Regions from separate parts of the Mus musculus genome. Here region 1 is linked to region 2. The links are chromatin contacts, called in public HiChIP or PLAC-seq maps. All regions are on one chromosome and are shown on one strand. Each heading gives the region's core, a stretch centred on a gene start, on an enhancer-like site or on the middle of the called end of the contact. The rest is flanking DNA. Distances are from core to core; before and after follow the strand shown.

Region 1 (5,951 bases), core at 3,311-5,810, 2.3 Mb after region 2:
CATATATGATGAACGAAGTGCAATGCTAATTACCAAACAATACATATGATGAATTTGTAGCAACAAAGTTATACCTGTAAATAAATTATTTCAATATCATAAAAAATAAACAATGTGCTTTCAGAGCAGAGAGAAGCTACGGACACTATCCAAGATGATGTCAAGTGGCTTCCTCAGGGTTATTTTTGCCACTGAGCATGGGAAAAGAAAGTCCCACACTCAGTACTATATTAATTTCTTCCCACTTACATATGAGGCTTTCAGTTCCCTCGACATGCACACACAATGGCTGTGGGTATAAATAAATACAAGCACAGAGAGAACTTAGAAAGTTTCTCCAAATTGGCAAGGATTACAATAATTACAAAGAGGAGAGGCACCGGAATGGATGACATCATTTCAGAATAGATTTGGAAAGCTTTCTGATTTTGTCTACACTTAATCTTTAGTGCCATTGTCAGTTTCGATCAGTCAGCTCTTGTCAGTTTGATTAGACTTCAGAAACAAACAAGACAAACAAGCAAACAACAACAACAAAACCCATTAAGTCCGTAATATCAATATTGTCTGTGTGGTAATCGTTACCTTTTCCAAGTGAAACCAATATATTTTAAAGCTTCTTCAGCTAAGCAATCAAGAACATAGCACACTTGTTCTCCGTAACCAGACTTTAATTTTGAAGGAGGAAAATCTGCAGTTCTCCCCTGAAAAGATACAGACATTATTTGTCAGTTACATTCCAGAGGTCAAGATTGTTTCAGCAAAGAACTGCTGAGCACATGTATAAATTTTCCACTTTTCAAATGACAAGATAAAGATAATCCCTTTAGGCATTCATTTCTTAAGTCTTTTCAGTCCACTGATACATTTACACAAAGGAAAATACAGATAGTTTATGTTCACAGTACCAGACTAAGAGGCACTTACACCCCATCGCACATGCTTCCCAGACCTCTCAGGTCCTCACACCCTTAGCCCACCCTTGTGACCGCCTCAGGCCCAGCTTGGTCAAGAACTAGGGTTCCCATAGCAGTTAGACTGCTGACTGTGGAGAATGGGCACGCAAGCTCAACACTGCTGCTCTGTGTTCCCCAGCACACCTGAGGAAAACCCAGAGGCAGACTGCAGGGGTGGTGTCTGTACCCGTGTTCCGTCTAGAAACCAGCAAACCTTTCCTCTGTCCTTTCTTAATATCCTAATTTATTGTCTCTTCAAAGAATGTACTGTAACCTCCATACAGGATTAAATACCTGGCTTTCTGTAATTTCAAATATACATATATGTACATAAAGGGGCAGGGAAACAAATCAGTACTGAAAAGTTATCAGCAAAACTCCTGCCATGGTAAATGTATTTTTAAAAAAGGATACAGTGATTAACTTATTAAAATTAGCAACCTGTGTCAAAAATGCCTTCTTGCCTTTCTCCAGGAACATTCAGAAACAAAAGTACAAGTGAGAAATCTAACAAATCCAAAACCCTTTCAAAGTATGTTGTTTGCTTTATACTCTGCATCATCCCGGGAGGGGAAGAGCTAAGCAGCTACCTAAGAATTTACTTTTGAGGCTTACAAAACTTAAAAAAAAAATATTATTAATCTGGCCTAAAGAGAGTCTATAGTAACATTTTTAGAAGTGGAAATCATGTTACATAAAGTATCAACCATTCTGGGAAGGTCTTACTTTAAAATAAATTTAAAAATCACTCATATCAGTCAATTATCAGTCTGTCTGTCTACTCTTCCAAAAGAGTCATCTGAAAGGCTAGTACCTGTTACTGAACTGTTACTATTGAAATCCACAGTCTGAGAATACGGAGAAGAGAGTATCTCACTTACAAAAGAGCGAAGCTCAGAGAGTATATTAGATATAGTTGCATTGGGATCGTCGTATTCTTGAGGCTGCTCAAAGGCACGGCCAGTTTTGTTGATCAGCCACGCAGCAAGAGTGCAAAACATGTAGAACTGCTCGCCTGGGTTGGTAGGCAGAGCAAAGTAGTGTCTGTTTCAAAGGAAGGGAGGATTGGATGTGTAAGCTAAAGCAAGTCAACAGTGAGTAAGTCCAAAGTTGCTAATTGTCCCTCAAGCATCCTTCATTAATACTCTTGAACGATCTAGTGATTCACGGCACTCAGAACGTTTCGAGCTAGTATCAAGGGACAATCCCTACAGCACACAAAATATTTGACCAAAACCCCCTACAACCAGGGAATGGAAGGTAGTAATTTTTGAGAATGGCATGAAGGTTTGGTCAAAATCAATTAACTGGTCATGAGTAAGTTCCTCCGCCCCCCAAGTGGCAACTGTGGATTTAAAGAGACTAATAACTTAGCATGTTTTTACTGGTTGTAGCCTACCAGCTATGCCAAACATCTTAGCTACATATTCCAATCAACTCCTTAAAGTGCTGCCAGGAGCGTCTTCCCTCAGTCCTGCACAACCATAACTTATGGGAATGGAACCCTACACAGGTACATTTCAGAGGTTCCCAACTTAGATGGTGCAGGGTTTCAGAAAGGAACAAGAACCTCCATGAGGTCCCCACACGTCACCACTGCTGCACTTTGCTAATTCCATTACTGTACTAGATATGTTCCCATGAGGGTAGATTTGTACAGAGCTAAGGAGGACATAAAAGGTACAACTAGCATCATCCAAAAGGTGAATCAGAGATCTGCTTTGTTTTCTCTATGTTGCTATCACTATTACATACATATATATATACACATATATATAATATGAATTTAAAGAGACTAATGACTTATGTTTTTAAATGTGTGTGTATGTATAAAACCAATTACATAAGAATCAGTGATCTATACTTCTATTTTCTAAACTTTTTCCATCCAGAAAGTATAAATGTTCAGGTACAGGTTTACAAGGAATTTACCCACCAATAACTGTTTATTCCTTATTATCACTCCTTGAGGCCAGAGGAAGGGACACTGACAGATACTGTGGGCCTGTGATGGGGATTCGGCAGCATGAAGGTATATCAGAATCACCTACAGATGTTTTATCTCCAGACCTTCTGAAAAGGCAGACCTGGACAAGAGCCTGACAACTTCTTCCTACATCCCCAGGTGATGTGGACGTGCTAGTCTGATGGTGACACCTTGACCTACTGGCTAGAATATCTCCACACAAATCCGTGGTACAAAGTGTCTTGCTCAAGCTTTGAGTTTCAGTACAGCAAGGCATTAATAAGAGCTCGTTAATAATATTACTATTAATAGTAAGTCCACTTTCCCTTTGTTTGACAGATAAATTTGAAAAACTTAACACTTTTATCCCCACCAAAAATGTTGGCCATCTATATTACTATGACCAATTTATTTTAAATAATAATCCCAATCTAGAAACTTCTATTATGGATCAGGATCAAGATGATCTTTCTTCTCTAATTTTTCTCCTTTTACAGACTAACTTGGCATTGTGGGCAGATTTTATACAAGAATTCTTCCAGACCTGTCTGGAAGAGGGTAAGAGCTTAAAACTGCCAAGAGAAATGATATGTGTCCCATTGATGGAAAAGAAAGTACGATAAATAACTCTTTAATTTCTTCTTACAGAATAAAACAAACACGGGATTTAGAGGGAAAAAAAAGCAATAGAACACAGTTATCACTAAGCTACCATGATTACAGGAGGGACTTTTGTCTATCACTCTTGACAACTATAGGCTCTGCCTTGGGGATATTCCAAACTTTCCCCACTACCGCAAGCGGGAACTTTAGGTCCTATATTGAGGGCCATTCCAAACACTTATTTCATTTGCCTTCTCCACTTCCCATTTTCTAAGAGTATTGTTGCAAAAGCACTAAGTCGTTTGAACCATAGTAATTAGCCCACAAGTTTACTTACTACATAACAAGTGCTGCTCAGAAATGTCCTAAGTATTCACAGTTGTTAGTTTACAAAGTCTAGCAAAGGAAAACATAAACTAGAAAGAGATCTAAATGATAAGGGCGCTCATCGCTAGAGATAGGTTTTTCTACCCTTTCTACTTTGGGTATTTTATTATATTTAAAACAAGATTTGTGTTTGGTAGACGGTGCGTGACTGTTTTGAAAAATGGGCAGACTGTCTTCCCCAGTCCTCCCTGCCATTACAAAACTTGTTTACTTTCTCCACAAAATGATCAAGTCTGAAAAACTACACCTTCCACAGTGCGGAAGTTTCCTTCCTGAGCACAGAAGCCAGAGGAAGGGATGTAAGGACCCCCGCGCGGGGTCTTCGCCTCACCTAAGGGGGAGCGTCCCCCTGGGGTCCAGCCAGCACCCGGCGCTGGGGGCAAGGCACGCACCTGGACGGGGGCTTCAGATTGCTCTTTCGGAGTAGCTCCTCCTCGTAGCGGAGCAGCTTCAGCTTCTCCACTAAGTCTTCCATCACCACGAACATGTGGTAGGCCGCTCCTGGCCCGCGCTCCACCACAGCCTCCCCTGCGCCTTCCCCGCGAGCCCGAGACACCCCATCGTCCAAGCCCGACGGCGGGATCACCGCGGCCGCGGCGGCCATCCCTGCTCAGACCCCCAGCGCCCGGCTGGGCTCCGGCCAGGATCTCTGCAGCCTTCGCCGCCCGCACCCCACAGACCGCACAGTCCCCACCGTTACCAGGCAACCGCAGGGCAGCCGGTCACCACGGCAACCAGACCCGCCTCCTTCGCTCCCAGCCGGCCTCTCTAAATTTTCACCAATCAAAGCTGGATTCTTACGTGACGTCACGCCATGCTGGTCCCTGGCCTAGGGGGTAGCTCCGCCCTATGGGCGTGGCGCATCGTCCCCCACCTCTTCCGCCTCTCCCGCGCGCCTTAAAGGCGTAGGGTCCCCAGCTATTTAGCGCTGCATGCTGAGTACAGCCAAGAGGAGCACAGGATCTGGTATTCTGCTCAGGGCTGCTGAATGAACAGACATCTGGTCATCGAGGTAGCAATTCAAAGGACTGAAACGAAGCAGAACAGAGTGTTGGAGGTTATGCTTGCTCAGTGATTCTTGTTTTATTTTCTCAAAGTGGGAAGTTGTGGTGAAACTCGCTGTCCTTAGGTTCACATTACCTCAGAAATTCCACCCGCAAGACTGCTAGTCTATTTCTTAACTTAATTGCTTATTAGATAGTGCTAGACTTACGAGTATATTCTAAATAAGACTTAAAGTCTTACAATGATCTTATCTCACTCCATTAGGAAAGCGGTTGCTTGGAAGAGGGCAGCTTGGGAAAAGATTTATACCACACACACATTGGCCTCAATCTGTTCCGAGCCCATGCAGATTTAAATTCTTGAGTACTAATGAAATCCCACAAAATATAGTATCTGGAAAGGAAGTGCTGCATTGTAGCACTTACATTTAGATAAGAACATTTCTGCTATTATGTCAGCACGTATTGACCTAGAAAACACATGGAGACATAACTGACCAGGGATGTGACTTATCCTTACAATAAAGTACTGCATCAGGCAATCTTTCTTGTAGTTAAAGATAAGAAGTGAAGCGAAGAGAAGTTGCCTAGCTACTTCTTAAGATAACTCAGAAGCAAGAGGTGTAACATTTGTCTGATTAACCCTGTGCCTGTTAAGGGGTCATCAACAGCTTATATCACACCCTAAATAATGTAGCAGGATCATATTTTTGACATAATTAAAATCTGAATCATATTTGTAAAAATCCTTGTGATAAAAGGAAGAGTTTTTCTTTCTAATCAGCCTTGTTTCTAATGCTAATAAAGGTATCCAAATGAAAAACATTGCTATTCATCAAATAAAAGACACACATAAAACTACTGATTTATGTAGAAAATAAAATGGAGATGAGAAATCCAAGGATAACTGGGTAATTGCACGCCTCACAGGTGGAGGTCAGAGGACAACCTTCTATATCAGTCCTCAACTACTACTTTGAGACAGACAGCTTTTCTGTAAACTTTTTTTAAATTTCTTTTGTTTTAATTAGGTAT
Region 2 (6,456 bases), core at 898-3,397:
ATATATTTTCTTAATAAAGATGAGTTTACAGGGATAAAAATCAAACTCTTCAATACTGAATCCTCCCTGGAGTTCTGGTTCTTTCCCCAGTAAAGGTTTCAACATCACCCATGTGCTTGTCCTAAGTGTGCTCCAGCAGAGCCTATTGTTCACTTGTTAGCCTTATATTATCTAGTAGCAAGGCAACTCCACATAAGACTAAGCAAACTTCCAAACCATACTATACACCCAGCAAAAGTAGCCAATGGTATAAACTGCATATTGGAGTAATACCCAGGGGCTCTGGAACTTGAAAAGCAAGATAATAAGTTAGAAAGAGTAATAAAAAAATAAAAGTCTTTCCTCTGAATTCAACTTTTGCAAACACAGAGTTGAAGAAAAATGGCCCAACCTAAATACAAAGCTCATCACCATAATAGTGATTATTAGCCATACATATAAATAAAACCCGAAGAAATCGCATTCAGGGTGCTGAGGGCCGTGTACACACACTGACTGAACTCACCACTTTGTCCATGAGTTTCCAAGTCTTCTCCACAGTCCTGCGGTCAGCTGCAGCTTGCTTTGGGGGTCCGACTGCATCCTGAATAGCATCAATAATCCCCAAAATGCGACCTTTGCGGGGGTTTCCTCCTCGACCACCAGGATTTCTGCCATTCATAGAATTTGCCATCTGGAATCTTAGTCCTTTTTGCAAGATAGAATTTCAAGAGAGGAAAAGTTAGCTGGATATGAAAGTATTTCCCCAACAGGAACCTGAACTGAACAGGCTCACTTGTACCCATTAATGATATTCTCCGCTGTCTCTGTGACAAAGCCCAGGGTCCCAGATTCAACTTTTTAGTAACCCTGAGTAAGGGCATCCTCCAAGTTAGGAGCCATGACACAAGATTTGCTCTTACAATACTAAAAGTTAAAGATGCATCCTCTGCCCGTGTTCTATGAAGCTACAGCTCAACATCATCAACAAAACAACTTTTAACAGGTAAGAACACAATGTCGTCCCCCCCCCCCCTTCTGCTGTAATCCAGATTCGAAATACTAGAGCTGCAACTCCTAAAATTCACGTTGGGAGCCTCACTTCAGTAGCCTCCTTCACGCTGTTTGATTTCGCCAAGTTATTACATAAATGCAAAGTACTCCACACACGCAAAAGGGACACGTCTCTTGTCAACAAAGGCGGAGGACTTGGATACCCCCCCCGCGCGCCCCGCGCGCGCGCGTCCCCTCTCCATTCCCCCAACACCCCCCCCCCCCGCAAAAGCCAGCAGCTGCGGACACACAAATAGTTCTTTAAAGCAGTGAGGTGAGTAGTTTTTCCCTAGAGCCAAATAAACAAACCAACAAGCAACCCCTTCTTAAAAAGCGGTGAGAACCCGGCAAGGGCGGGCACGCACCGCGGAGTTCACTTCTCCGGTGGTCCCTCTTCTGCCTACCCGGTATCAAGTGGTCCAAAGCTTTGTTTCAGAACGTCTGTACCCTTTCCAGGCTCGGGCCTCTAGCCCGCCACTCAGGGGTCTGGGAAAGAGACGAGGAACTCAGCAAAGATAAAGTAGCCCTAGACCCCGTCCTGGCTTCCCAATCCCACAGCCTGCCCGATCTAGCGCCAGTAGCACGCACCTCCCACCGGCGGCGATCAGCCAGAGTCCGCTCCCTCCCGGGCCCCGGGCCAGCCAGGGACTGCTGTTTAAATCCCCACTTGGCTCAGGCCCGCAGCGGCGACAGCAGCTGGAAGCTAGGGCTGTCCCCTCTCCCTGATGGCCCGCGCCCAGCTGCAGGGCCCCCGAGCCAGCAAGAGACGTCCAACCCCGGGATGACCCATTCCTTCCTCTACTCGGGTCACCGCGGCCGTCCCGAGCCACGCGTGATCGCGGGTCCCACTCCACACACACACGCTGCCCTGGCTGGGGTGGCTCGGGTGGGGACTCTGTGGAATCGCCCTAGGAGAGCGCTCCGGGGAAGGAGCCACCGAGATCTAGGAACACCGAGACGCGGGGACGCGGCAATTACCGTGCAAAAAGCTCCACGCCCGCCCGGCAGTCCCGCGCCACACTCGGGAGGCCGCCGCAGCGCCCGCCGGAGGAGGAGACCACTCACTGGCCACCCCACCCCTGAGCCATCCCCGGAGACCAAGGCGTGGGGCGGAGCTAAGGCGGAGCCTTGAGTCTTCGAACCAATCCTGAGAGGCTGCTTTCTGCCAGACAGCGGGCGGAGCCAATGGGCGGGACGAGACGCTCCTCCCGCGCTACCCCCCAGTCCACGTCCTCCACGGTACACAATGGCCCCAGAGGAAGGCCCACTCCACTGCGTCCCACTTGGAGAAGAACTCGTTGGGAAATGGACCTAGGCTAGCCTGGAACAAAAGTGGAACGAGGAAAGGAACTGAAAAAGTAGCAGCAAGGCGCCGGGGAGCTAACCAATGAGGGGTGCGCAGGTGGGCGTGAGCGCCCCGAGCGGGAGTCTAAGCCAACTGGGGCTAAAAGGCGGGACTTCCTGCCTCACTCACCTTCCTAGTCTTTGTTTCATAGCAACAGAGTAGAGGCTGCCAGGGTGGTGCTGCTTTTCAGCTCTGGGCGGGTCCCAGGCTTAAGAAATTCATCTCCCTAGGGCTGCCAAACTGCTACCCAGGAGAGCAGCCAAATAGGTCCAAGACCATGTTTCTTGTTGACTGTCAAATAAAGAGCAGCAGTCCCATAGCTCCTAAGATGAAGGTTACCCTCACATAGAGTAGGCTAGGAGTAAAACCCGAGTGCCAACTAAAACTTCCTAAATTTCTGAAATGTTTCCCTTTTACTATTAGTTCTAGAAGGATTCCAGATCAAACATCAGGCTGATGAGAAAGCAAATACTTGACAACTCTCAGCTAAATAGTCTCTGTAAATCGTCCCAGGACAGTAAAAACTCCACACAATGGGGATTACTAATCTGTTTGACACCTTTATATTCCAAACAAGTTTTCCCCTGGATTCCAGTAAAGAACTCTGCTGTTGGATTTTTGCCAGAGTCACTTTTCTTCTATGTAGATGAATCTTCATTTTAATGACAACCCTGTTTCTGCCATCCTCTTCCAGTGTTCGTCTCTTTCTGGGCTCCGTCCTTGATAGCCGTGTAAAAGAAAACAGTCTGGTAACGCTTACAGTGAAATGCCAGGGCCCTTCTGTCATCAGAATCACACATTAGACAAGTTCCATGATTCTCTCTATTTGGTTCACCATGCTCGTACCATTTGCCCCAGGTTTACATACCTGGGAGTGATTTCCTCTGTCATTGGTAGTATGGATACACCTCACACCTTGAGCTCCTGGGTGTAATACTTTGCACTTTTTAAAAATGTCATACGTGCATACATGCATAAGCATACATATGTACATACATACATACATACATATAAGCATTTTCTAACCAACTATCCTGATAAATGTGTCTCAGTGGTTCTGCCAATCCCTAATAAGTATTTTAGTGCTACAATTATTACTGTGAAGGCTCCTGAGTGGTCATAGAATGTCCTGCAATCCTAAATTCAGATTGTTATGATTTTCATGTAATGGAAACAACCAAAATGTGACCCTTTAGGCAATCAGGCAGTAAAGTACAAGTCTGGAAGTAATATTTTCTTTCATTATTTCTGTACTAATAATTAAAAAGTAGTTTCTTGTTTTATATATGTAGATGGTGCAGGCTTCTCCATAGCCCCTCCATATCTCCCTTATTGCTTGTAACAGTAGCTATGGTTGCTAAGTGGAGACAGTATTTAAAAAGAACTCTGTGGTTACATCCTCTATGTGTATAAAATGCACCTTTAAAGTCAATTCCAAAAGAAACTGGCACTATGTGTAGAAGATTTTGCTATGCCCAACCTTATACTGTATAATTAAATGTGTTGCTTATCTTCATATTTGAATAAATGTAAAATGGAACAAAATACATATACAATACAGTTCCTTTTGAACTGCAGTTTGCTGAAGGCAATGACACTAAAAAAATAGAATGGCCTGCGGAGCAAAGTGCATCATGGAGATACAGTGACAAGCCTCATTATGTTCTGCTCCTCTGCTCTGGCTGGGACACAGGTATAACAAATATCTCTGGGGCTGCCAAACTTTTCTAACCAAAGCAACTAAAAACTGGTCTAAGATAGTGTTTATGTAGGCTGACAAAAATAAAAATCTGTTAGTTGAGGTTCTCTAAAGGAGCAGAAGTGATAAGATATATGTGTGTGTGTGTGTGTGTGTGTGTGTGTGTGTGTGTGTGTGTGTGTATTATAATATATAACACAACATACATATATGTAAAAGGCTATTTATTAGACTGACTCACATTATGTGGTCTGGGTAGTCAGACAAATTCTTTCTCACACTCAGAGGCTGAGAATCCAAGAGTTTCTCAGCCCACAAGGCTGATGTCTCATTAATCCCAATCTGGTGCTAAAGGTCTGACAGTTCCTGGAGAGCTGCTGTTAGGCAATCTGTGTTAGAAAATGGAGGAAGCTGGCTCTGATGTTAGAAAAGGGGTGCTGCAGCAACAGACTGGAGGACCCACCAGCAAGAATAAAGGCCTATGTGCAAAAAGCAAAGTTTTTAACAGCCTACACGTAGGATGGTTCCTCCCACTTCAAATAGTCTAATGAGAAAAATACCTCACAGGATGGAGAGATGGCGCAACGGTTAAGAGCACTTGTTCTTGCAGAGGATTTTGGTTCAGTTCTAGGCACTCACGTGGTAGCTTACAACTATCCATAACTCCACTTCTAGGATATCCAATGTCTTCTTCTAACCTCTGTGGGCACAAAGTGTGTACGTGGTACACATACACTCATGCAACACAATAGTTGTACACATAAAATAAATCTTCAAAGTAATTCATTACATGAGTCTCCCAAAGCTTGCATTTTAATCATAGAAGATACGATCAAGTTAGTTGAGAACCAACATTGGCCATCACAATCATCGAGCTTCAAAACTGAAATAGAAGCCTCCCATCGGGAAGGCATAGATGTACGACAAACACACACACACACACACACACACACACATACACACACACACTCACACATTGGAATGTATGAACTCTGTTTATCAAAGCCATCTCATATCTAATTAAGTTAAGATATAACATGGATCCTAGCTGAGCTCAAATTAGGACTTGGTGTTTGGTGAAGTCTGGTTAGCTAGGAGGTCATCAGTCCTTGTTTCTGTTATCAGGAGGAATAAAGACTGCTGGGAAAAAAAACTGAAGCATGAAAGCATTCCTCAGTCAAAGACTGCACTAATAAATAAAGGCACCAATGTTGTCTAAGTAGACTTTGTGAAATGTTGTGTCTAAGCAGTAATATTCCAAGCTAACAGGCTTGGTGGAGGGAATAATATGCTTATTTTTACCAAACAAGGCAGCCTCCAGCCCTAGACACTTTGAAGTGAATGTAGTGTCACTGAGGGATTTGAGAAACAGTGGGGTTCCTAGCTAAAAGGTGCTGCCAGTATCAAGAGTGGCCAAATAGGTGAAGGATACAGCTCAACGGGCTCTTTTGGTTTGCTTTTCTATTGCTGTGATAAAGACCATGAGCAAAACCAACTTGGGGGTAAAAGGGTTTGTTTGCTTTGCATGCACAAACCACAGTCTATCTTTGAAAGAAGCCAAGGGAGAGACCATGGAAGAAGTCTGCTCTGGTTGATTCTCAGAGCTTGCTCAGTCTGCTCACTTATACCACCCAGGACCTCCTGGTGGCACTGCCCATAGTGGGCTGGGCCCTCCTCCATCAATTATTAAACAAGAAAATATCCCCGAAGAGTTGCATACAGACAATCTGATGTGGGTAATCCTTCAGTTAAAAATCTCTCTTTCCAAATGACTGGAGCTTGTATCAAGTTGGAAAAAAAAAAATCTAGCCAGCATGCTGGCAAAAGAACATGTAAGGCTTTATGTCACAGCATTTTCAGAAAGTTTAGAAACCATGATGAATACTTTCAATGTCAGCACTGATAATTTAGTATTAGCATATGCTAATAGGTTAGTGTCCATGGAAAAACACCAATTATATGACCGACTTTAAATATAGCTAATGTTTAACGGGGGAAAATCAAAGATAACATAGGAAGAACAACAATATCAACCAACCAGACTCCCCACCCCCACAGAGCTTCCAGAGACTAAGCCATAAACCAAGGAGTACACATGGGTCCAGCTGCATATGTAGCAGAGGATGACCTTATCAGGCATCAATGGAGGAGAGGTCTTCATCCTACGAAGGCTCAATAGATGCCCCAGTGTAGGGGAATGGAGGGCGGGGAAGCAGGAGTGGGTAGGTGAGTGGAGAAACATCCCCACAGAAGCAGGGGGAGGAGGAATGGGAAGGGGGGAAATTGGGAAAGGGGATAACATTTGAAATATAAATAAATAAAATATCCAATTAAAAAATTGACAACTGTCTAAGGAAAACATTCCAATTTCTTTTCTTTT

Evidence for each region. HiChIP or PLAC-seq counts read pairs in DNA pulled down with a chosen protein or histone mark.
Region 1: a contact with region 2 is called in an H3K4me3 HiChIP or PLAC-seq map of pro-B cells, with 7 times the contacts expected there. The contact joins the promoter of Ift57 here to the promoter of Cblb in region 2. A contact is called at or near these places in 1 of 39 promoter capture datasets (pre-B cells) and 2 of 115 datasets of contacts at active chromatin or transcription factors (astrocytes and pro-B cells).

The regions. Positions count from the first base shown.
Region 1 is chr16:49,697,903-49,703,853 of GRCm38.p6, reverse strand. Ift57 (intraflagellar transport 57) reads right to left here and starts at 4,560. Exons shown (of 11, transcript NM_028680.3): 1 at 4,305-4,560; 2 at 1,838-2,000; 3 at 586-704. The coding sequence starts at 4,516.
Region 2 is chr16:52,027,240-52,033,695 of GRCm38.p6, reverse strand. It overlaps Cblb (Casitas B-lineage lymphoma b), which reads right to left and starts at 2,147. Exons shown (of 18, transcript NM_001033238.1): 1 at 2,011-2,147; 2 at 506-687. The coding sequence starts at 673.